Regions from separate parts of the Anas platyrhynchos genome. Here region 1 is linked to region 2. A link is a contact called in public Hi-C data. All regions are on one chromosome and are shown on one strand. The core of a region is the stretch at or near the end of the contact, and the rest is flanking DNA. Distances in the headings are between cores, read along the strand shown. Region 1 has its middle 18 kb from the start of EFR3A. Region 2 overlaps EFR3A (EFR3 homolog A).

Evidence for each region. A called contact is a pair of places that touch in the nucleus more often than the background predicts.
Region 1: a contact with region 2 is called in a Hi-C map of F1 follicle, with 3 times the contacts expected there. The contact joins two enhancer-like sites. A contact is called at or near these places in 7 of 8 Hi-C or Micro-C datasets (F1 follicle, F5 follicle, liver and 3 more).

Annotation. Positions count from the first base shown.
Region 1 is chr2:8,725,327-8,729,955 of IASCAAS_PekinDuck_T2T, forward strand. No RefSeq gene overlaps it. Among named protein-coding and RNA genes, the nearest start is that of EFR3A, 18 kb to the left of the region's middle. Within about 2 kb of position 2,370, at least 4 of the 8 cell types and tissues checked have an H3K27ac peak or open chromatin away from gene starts, as enhancers often do. A contact at or near this core is called in F1 follicle, where this site is marked.
Region 2 is chr2:8,653,149-8,657,813 of IASCAAS_PekinDuck_T2T, forward strand. It overlaps EFR3A (EFR3 homolog A), which reads right to left. Exons shown (of 26, transcript XM_072034304.1): 10 at 3,987-4,065; 11 at 2,940-3,075; 12 at 1,141-1,305. Among named protein-coding and RNA genes, the nearest start is that of OC90, 52 kb to the left of the region's middle. Within about 2 kb of position 1,608, at least 2 of the 8 cell types and tissues checked have an H3K27ac peak or open chromatin away from gene starts, as enhancers often do. A contact at or near this core is called in F1 follicle, where this site is marked.

The DNA.
Region 1 (4,629 bases), core at 1,120-3,619, 73 kb after region 2:
GTTTTGCCCACAAGGAAGAAAACTAAAGTTTCAAAAATGATTAAGGAACAACATTATCCCTCTCCCTGACATAGATTCTGCTTTTGGTAGGGCTGACTCAGTTCTGCTTTTCCTTTAGTGTGACAGCATCTCACTAGAATAACAATATGGTTCAATTCATACAAAACATCCCTTGCCATTACTAAAATTCAGAATGTAATTCAGTTATAAATATAGCTCAAAAACTCTAGGGATATACTGAGACGCTGATGCCTAATTCCTATGTTACCTTACAACACACCATACATAATCAGAGTGCAAAAATATTTTTATGATTAATAAATGTGTCTGCAGAAAACAAAGTTCATATCAGAACAGTTTATAGGAAATTTATGAGAAAAATATAGCTTGTCTAAACTATTATTTCCATAAATGCATTCTTCATGAGCAGGGACTCAAGAGTATGACTGCCCCATGTTGTTAGAAGCAAGACACTACATCTTCTGTTCTCCTATTCCCCATATTTGAAATGATGTCAATAAACATTACATCCCCTATAAAGTACACTCACTTCCACTGATGAAAAGCACTTTTACTGGAGCAAGGTCTTCTGATGATATAAAAACTGGATATCCTCCTACCTACTAACCTGGTCTCTTATGGCATATCAGCAAATCCAAGCACTCAAAACCTATTAATCTGTCCTGCTTCTCTTCCTGCTTCTCCCAAAGCATGAGCAGTTTAACTATTGTAAGATTTAAACAATAACAAACATGAGATTTTCCTCTTTCCTTGCAGATGTTTGAGTGTAAAGATTACACCTATGTCTCATGTCAAGTTTTTATTCATGACAGTCAGTGACTTATCTTATGTGAAATTCTATTTCTAAAATTCTGCTTGTCAGCTTTAATACATGAATAAACTGCCATGAGTTGTCTATAATCACAGAACTTAGTACACAGCCTGCTTTTCACCACAGCATAATTTTACATTAAATTATTTATAGTTTCATATTTTACATATTTTTTTAGTTCTTTGAGGTCCACCCCTCCTTCATTTGTTTGCATTCTGTTTTTCTGAATTGTGGTGTTCCTTTTGCAGACTGGATTCAGCCCCCTCAGCAGGACAGGGGAGGGAGAGAGCGGCTGGGTGTGTTTGTCAGCCAGCCAAGGTCAGCCTGCTACGCAAATGAAGGAATTTTGCTTCTTACAACTTGGTTCTGAGCATTTATCTTGATGCCTAGGAGAATTTGCATATTAATTGTGGCAGCTCAAACTGGATTAATTAATATAGCAAAACAACTAATTTTTCCAGAAACAGCACATATTGTGAAGCAAGCACATTACAAGGTACAGAAAACATATTTCATAGCACAAATTAGACACTGCAATGCATTCTGTTTCATTTTGCCTTTAATGGAATACTTCCATAAACCAATTAAAATACTTTTTGAAATAGTGTACCAAAGAAATCATAATCACGTTTATAAATGTCCAAAGTAGACACTAATCTTAAAGTAGGCACAGAAGAAAAATGTTACACACATGTTCTTTAGGAGGTTAATCTCATCTGAAAATATTTCATATGATACTAAATCAAGGGCGTGTTAAGTCAGCTTCTTTTTGTAGATGATTTGCAGTCTTTTCTGTTTAAATTTATACATGTTGGGAAGTCAATCTTGATTCTCAATATCTGATTAAGATGAAGGGGGGTGAAGAAACCATCTTGTTCATTAGTTTCCACTTGGCAAGTTCTATATTTAGTAATGCCTCCCGCTAGGGGCAGCAGTGGGAGTTCAAGTTTCTCAGACTCCTAGGATTTGACCTAAGTGTTGAACAACCTGAATAATTAAGAGCATATTTGCATTTGTGCAGGGAAGGTGGGAGAAGTACATACAGTACTGCACTATGTGCCCATGCCCAGGTGCTGCTGGGGGGCTGCAGGGCCTCTCTGGTGGCTCCAACAGCCCCATGGCAGGGCCCAGCTGAGCCCAGCACCAAGCTGGTGGTGCCTGGGGAAAACAGATTTCTGAAAGGGCAGAGTGGGCACAGGCCGAGGAGGAGGCCCAGGGCGAGGGAGAAGCAGCAGAGGGCCCAGGCCCCAAGAGGAGGAGGGCAGGAGGGGCTCCAGGCCCACAGGCAGCAGGGATTCCCCGGCAGCCCTGCAGAGCCTCCGCTAGAGCAGATCTCCACCCTGCAGCCCAGGGAGGGCCCACGCCGCAGCAGGGGGACATTTCCTGAGGGAGCTGCGGCCGTGGGGAGCCCCCGCGGGAGCAGGGTGTTCCTGAAGGGCTGCAGCCCGGGGCAGGGCCCCTGCTGGAGCAGGGCCATGGGTGAGGAGGAAGGGGCGGCCGGGTTATTTTGTAATAAAGGAGACTGCATGGAGAGGAGATCAGTCATCTCACCACAAATGATATAATGTACAAGTCAGTTGATGTCTACTTTATACTGCACGAATCTCTCCATAGAGTGGATATGAATTTTGCCAAAGAGTATTTTGAGCATCAGTTTGGCACAAAGTGTTGTAATGCTCTTATAAAGAACTCAGTGTGTTGATTCTAACAACTGTGTTGTACATGGATAGCACTTGCTTCGCACTCTTTTCCTAACCAGCACTGAGTGTCAAATAAAACAAAGTTTCAGTCTAAACTGAACGTACAGCACCACCTCTCGATGGGATTGTTTTCTGCATGGTGATCTGTGCAGAGCTCCTCTCCTCCCTCCTCCCAGTCGTACCACTGATTTTCCAGCCAGTCCTCCATGTGTAACAACCCATTTTACATCGACCTGGGCTTGGGCAACTCAGTAGGTTCCTGTACTGAGGGACCAGACCCCCACTTCAAGGCAAATACCCACATGTAGGTGTTTTAAGAAGAACACAGATGTAGCAGGGGTAGGAATCTCTTAGATTTGATCTGCTAACGTCAAAAAGTACCCTGGGTAGCAGCCTTATGTGGAATGGTATTTTCTTACATAATTGTGGTGGTTTCACTCAGCTGGGCAGCTGAGCTCCACCACAACTGCTCTCTCACTCCTCCTCATCAAAGAGAAAGGGGGAGAAAATATGATGGAAAGGTCTCAAGGGTTGAGATAAGGACAGCAGCAGCCCTTTGGAGCCGGCTGAAACTGGCCCTTATCTAACATGGGGCAGTTTCTGGATTCTTCTCACAGAGACCACCCCTGCAGCAAACCACTACTAAAACAACCTTGCCACTAATCCCAATACAATATAAAGTCATTCTGATAAATTAATTTAGTATTAGGCCACTTTATTTTTGTATGATTTGTTAATAGGCTGTGCAGCAACTTATTTTATTTATTTTGCCATAAGTTTCACTATTTCAGTATAAAACTCAAGCCTTGTTTTGGGCTGTTCTTTTCCTCACCAGGCATTAAAGGAGTTAGAACTCCTATCAGTAAATAGGAGACTTTGTTAGAGAGCCCTTAAAGTCTGTTGCTAGCTAAACAGTTAAAAAATGTGGAACGATGACAATTCAGACACTTACAATTATAAATAACATACTTTCAAATTTGTTAGCCAACTTGGACAAAGTTTTTAAAGAAAAAACAGTGATGAAGCAGTATCTATAAATGATCCAAAATTTTCAGATTTAGCAGAAAAATGATTCATGTATGATTGATTTCTTTCATAAAGAAACTTGAATTCAGAACCTTTGAGGACCTGATGTTTAAACTAATCAATCTGCAGGCTGACTAGTTCCTCATAATAACATTATTTTTCTGAGAAATTCCCATCAGCAAATGTTTTTTGAGAGTACTGAGTTCTGTGGTGACTTCCATTTAGGAAAAAGAGTAAGATAGCATTCTCTTTCAATACAGTGGCTGCCGTGGGGAAGATGTAAATGCATGCTTTCAGTTAGCATGAAATTTATGTAATAATCAGAATTTTATTCTACTACCAAAACATACGACACTGCAGAAATTCAAAGTAATTTGTGTGTTACCCATCACATTAAAGTATTGTGCGGATAATAAAATAAAAAGAACACAAGCTGATTTATGCTTTAAAGGCAAACAGCAGTTTAGAATATACATACTGAACTTTTGATCGTTGTCTAAGAAAAATAAATCAGTTTATCATTTTTATTTTGTAGGCTCCTAAAAATATGGTAGCTAATTAGAATGAAAAAATGTAGCTTCATTAAGCAATGTATCGAGCTGCATAACAACACACTATCAACAGGATCTAGAGAAGAAAAGATTCATTAAATTAGTAATCTCCGACTTGAAAGTTTCTAAAAAGTGAATATAAATAATTAATCATAAAGACAACATAAAAAATTAAAAGTAAATTGAAGATGTACGGTCCTTATGCAAGCAAAACTCCCCCACAGAAACATGAAATTTTCCAATGAAAAAAAGAGACTTCATAGCTTAAAAGATGGGATCAGCTGAAGGAAGAACGAGTGTTTTGTTAAAAATCTGATCTGAAAAATTGTTTCTTGAATTGAAGCAGTAGCTTAATCCTTCCTAATAGACATGATCATTTTTTGATTCTGTTTTTTCCACATTATCCTTTGAAGCAAATACAAGAACAATGATTTGCAAGGGAAGATGATAGCATAAGAGCTTGCTATTTTTACTTCAGTAAGTTGGCTTCACTTTTTTAAGATACACCCATGTCTATAAC
Region 2 (4,665 bases), core at 358-2,857:
TTTCGAAATAAACTGTGATTTGTTTTACGGCAGAATATTCACATGTTCGCTTCTACTTAATGGCATATAGAGTCTTTTCATGACAGTTTCTTCTTTGAATTTTAATATTTTCTAATATCATCCTCTTAAATGTATCATTGAGAAGTTGTCAACCCTTACCTGTAACTAATGAGGAATTGTAAGTGTTTCTTGTGGAACACAGTGTTACTACTTTAGTCTGTTCTTATGACACCATTAAATAGCATGGGTTTGCTAACAGATCTCAGAGGTTTATAACTATTTTACTTTGAGATTATCACTATGAGATAGTGTAAATGCAACTGTGATAGAATTGGAGAGACAATATATATTTAAACTAACTTTGAATTTTATTGTAATAGTGAGAAACAGTCTACTACATATTTTCTACTACTCCAGAAAGCTGGAAGGAATGAGCAAAGATACAGCCTAGGGAATAGAATTTAAGATACTTAAAGAAGGAGGAGGAATGCAAAGGGCACTGCAAACAGACATCATAAGTTCACTGCAATATATATCGTTAAACAGAGAAAAATCTGAAAAAAATGAGGGAGCCTATTTTTATGAAATCGTTTACAGACACTTGCTATCATTTTGAGTGCTGTGCATAAAAGGGTTTCTCCCCAACCTAAGGCATTCCATGATTCCATGACAGAAGTACTACAGTTAAGTCATGGTAACACAACTGGCCACTGGATGTCACTCTTGCTGTGTTTTAACACTGGTTTCTACAAGCTTTCAAGTAGTACCTCCAAAACTGCATTACTTCATACAACTTGCCAGCTTATTTTCATGAACAGACTAGTATTAGAGCTGTACCAAAGGTACAGAATGATGTCTATATTTCAATGGATACATAATAATGGAACTAACGCATTTACTGCAATTCCACCAGCATTTTAATTTTCTTTGAGCTTCCTGGCTGCCTGATCAGTTAATATTATATAAGAACAGTCTTTCAGAAGACAATTCTGTAAAGTGAGCCTGTGATTTAACACAAATACAGAGATACCACTCACCTTTATTCCTTTCCAATTCAAGGTCTGTTTTAGTACCTCCTCGCTGAGAAAAGGGTGGGAGGAAGAACTTAAAAAGTGAGCCTGTGATACCCTCATTACTCACCAATTGTTTGAATAATAGCATTCTGGACAATCCTCTCATCACTCTCCTTGGAGGCTGTGCTGAAAGTGGCACTTCCTGCTGAACTGCGCCTATCGCCCAATTCAAAGTCAACACTGATGCGCAAGTGCTTCAGTAAGGTATTAAAAACCTCCAGAACTGCTGGACCTGGAAACAACACACAATTGCACTCATCAAGGGAAAGATGCCTTAAGAAAATGAAAACTAGCCTTTTGAGTTTGTCTTTTTTTCAGGAGAAATAAGATTAACCATAGAACAAGCGAAATTCACTGTTTGAAGGATACTGCCTAGAGATAAGCTTTTGAAGTGTGCCTACATCCTGGTATTTTAGAAGTTACTTCAGAATCAGGAAACGCAATCACGTGCATGTGCACAACCCATTACTATCAAGTTGTATGGGGTCCGGCTGGGATGGAGTTAGTTTTCTTCATAGCAGCCCATGTGGTGCCGTGCGTTGGATTTCTGACTCAAACAGTGTTGATAGCACATCAGTGTTTTGGCTACTGGTCAATGGTACTTTCACAGCACCAAAGCTTTTTCTTTTTCCCACTCTGTCTCAACAGTGAGTAGGCTGTGGGTATGCAAAAAAAAAACCTGAGAGGAGATACAACCCATACAGCCAACACAAACTGACCAAAATTACCCCTTTGGTATGGGTATTCCACACCATACAATCTCGAGCTCAGCCAGAAAATCTCAAGGAGAGAAGAAGGAATGGGAGTGACATTTGCTGGTATGCTAGCTGTCTTCCCACATAACTTATGTTATGCATGCTGAGGCCCTGCTTCCAGAGACTTGCTAAACATCTGCCCGCAGATGGGAAATAATGAATAAATTCCTTTGCTTTGCCTGTGCATTCAGTTTTTGCTTCACTTATAAACTGTTGCTATCTTGATCTATGAGACTTCTCACCTTCCTGTTATTTCCTCCCTGTCCTGTGGAAGAGGGATCTGAGCAAGTGGCTGTGTGGGTGTTTCACTATTGGTTGGAATCAAATCACCAGAAATTCTACATAGAAATGGTATGTGGCTGCTGAATGGGTTAAACTGTATGAGCTTGCCCCTGAATTTCAGTTATTAAACTCCAGTTCCATTTATTGGATCAAATAACAAGCTCTTCTCATAATATGATAAAAGCCTTCACAAGTTTCATTTCTGTGTTTAAGTGGGTCTTGTACTTGTGAGTCTACCTCAGACACAAGTTAATGAACTAAAGCAATGATGTTTCAGCTCAAGACTGGAGAAAAACAACAGCAGAGAAGTACACATGTGTACAGATCTGAAAAAATACTCTAATTTTATGGAACTATACTACCTTAAATTATGTAATCCACCTTATTTTAGCTGCTTCATATTTACTAAGGTAAAATCCCGCAAGATCATTCTACTCTCAATTCCTTTGTTACTGGTCCTCTTATATCAGCTGTATCGCAAAGCAGCAGTTCTCTTGACTTCTTGTAGACACACAGAGTTCCCTCAAGACTTTGCGACTTCTTATCAAGAAGAAATTCCTGTCTTTCTCAAGGCTGTAAAAATAAATCTACTTTTTTTTTTTATGCAAAGGATTATATATCCATTAGCAGTCAAAAGACCAAGAACATTTAATTAATTATAAATGGAGTAAGATTTCAAGCAAGTTTTATCAGCACACAGAGGAAAAATCTAACATACACAAAGCCTTCTCCAAAATGCATCTTTTTATTAGTCTGAAAACAAAGCAGAAACAAACACCATCCCTCAAATCTATCCTCTGGCTGATGCCATTATTTTAGTAAGACTTACCTATTGATCCTTTAGCTGCTATTGCAACTGCTTCCAAAAGAACCTGAATAATGCCAGCACGAACTCGTGGTGAATCCCTTTTGCAAACATCAAGGTGTCTGAGAATTTCTTGTATTACATGATGGGAATACTGTGCCTATTAAAGAAGAGAAAATGAGAAAAAAGCTTTATCTGTGACTTAATTAAAGAATAAACTCATACACTATTCAGCTACAGTCACCACCATGTTCCTATTCTACAACATTCTTACAACTTTGTTTAAATTCCAATTCAAGATTAAATAAGGACTAACAAAACTACCATAACACATGATGCCACACAGATCCACGTAGCCCAACACATAAATGCTTACGGTATTCAGGTACCTAGAAGTGTCTGCAAGAACAGGGGATGTATGACATACTATTTAATTCAACTAAATGCAGTTCAAGGACTTAGCTATCTTACAGAAATGCATTGTTGATACAAACACTGAGTAAACTTGTCTTTCTTTTACAAAGCTGTAATTTCATGACTTTATCTTTTGGGTGTCTGTGCTTTACACAGTCCAAGAGTCAGGCTTTGATTGCTTTGCAACAGACAACAGTAGTTGTCCACTGGTAAAAAATAAAAAAATATATCAGTTAGTGCAGCACAGCTCTATATGAAGTTTGTTTCTTGGGTTGTAAGAACAGTACAGCTGTATTGGCATGTGGACACGGCCAACTTAAGACATTTACTTACTAAGCACAATTCCAGAGCAGTATGGTTATCCTGCTCCTTCTTCAGGAGCTTGCTGAGGGACCTCCACAATACCATCAACTAAGCATTCCATAATTTATTTATTCTTTTGCAAGCGTACACTAATTGAAAATAAATCAGATAACTTAGTTATGCTTTGCGATCAGAAGTTATTATTTGAAAAGTTTAAGATTAAGGAATTAAGCAAAAGGATTTTCCGGATTCATTGACTTAATCTACTATCTAGCATTACTGTGGTGAAGTAAGCATTTAACCCATGTACTCAAAATGTGTATGTGAAGAAAGCAAACCCCGAAAAAAAACTACCTGTATAGAATACATGATGATTTTGAAGCAAGAAACAGCAAATTCGTTGGGATCCCATAGCTTATGATGGTCTAAATGCCTATGGGAAAAAAAAAAAAGATTTGAAATAATAACCTTCCACACACATAGCTCTAGAAGGTGTAACACCAATGGGCAGCTAAGCACCACCATGCCACTCTCTCACTCCCTCTCCTCAAAAGGACAGGAGGGAGAAAATATGAAGCTTATGAATTGAGATAGTGACAGGGAGATCGCTCACCCTCACAGGCAAAACAGGAACAGCATAAGTGAGACCAGTGTAATTTACAGCCTATTGATAACAGACTTGAGCAGTGAGAACTAAAAGTGAACTAAAAACACCTTTCCCTCCTCTTCACCCTCCCCATTCCATCCTTTTCTACCTCTTCTGCTTAAGGCTTAAGCAGCACAGGGAAATGCAGATTGTGGTCGGTCCCCAGCACTCTGCCGCTCCTTCATCCTCACTTTCTGCCCTCGCTCCAATCCAAGCATGGGGCCCTTCCCACATGATGCAGTTCTTGTGAAACTGATCCTGCATGGGCTTCCCACAGGCAGCAGCTCCCCACAGACCCCCTGGTTATACCCACCCTTCAGCTCCCACACTAGCAAAACCTTGCCACATAAGCCCAGTACAATAATAAATGTTTTCCCTTACGGCTTA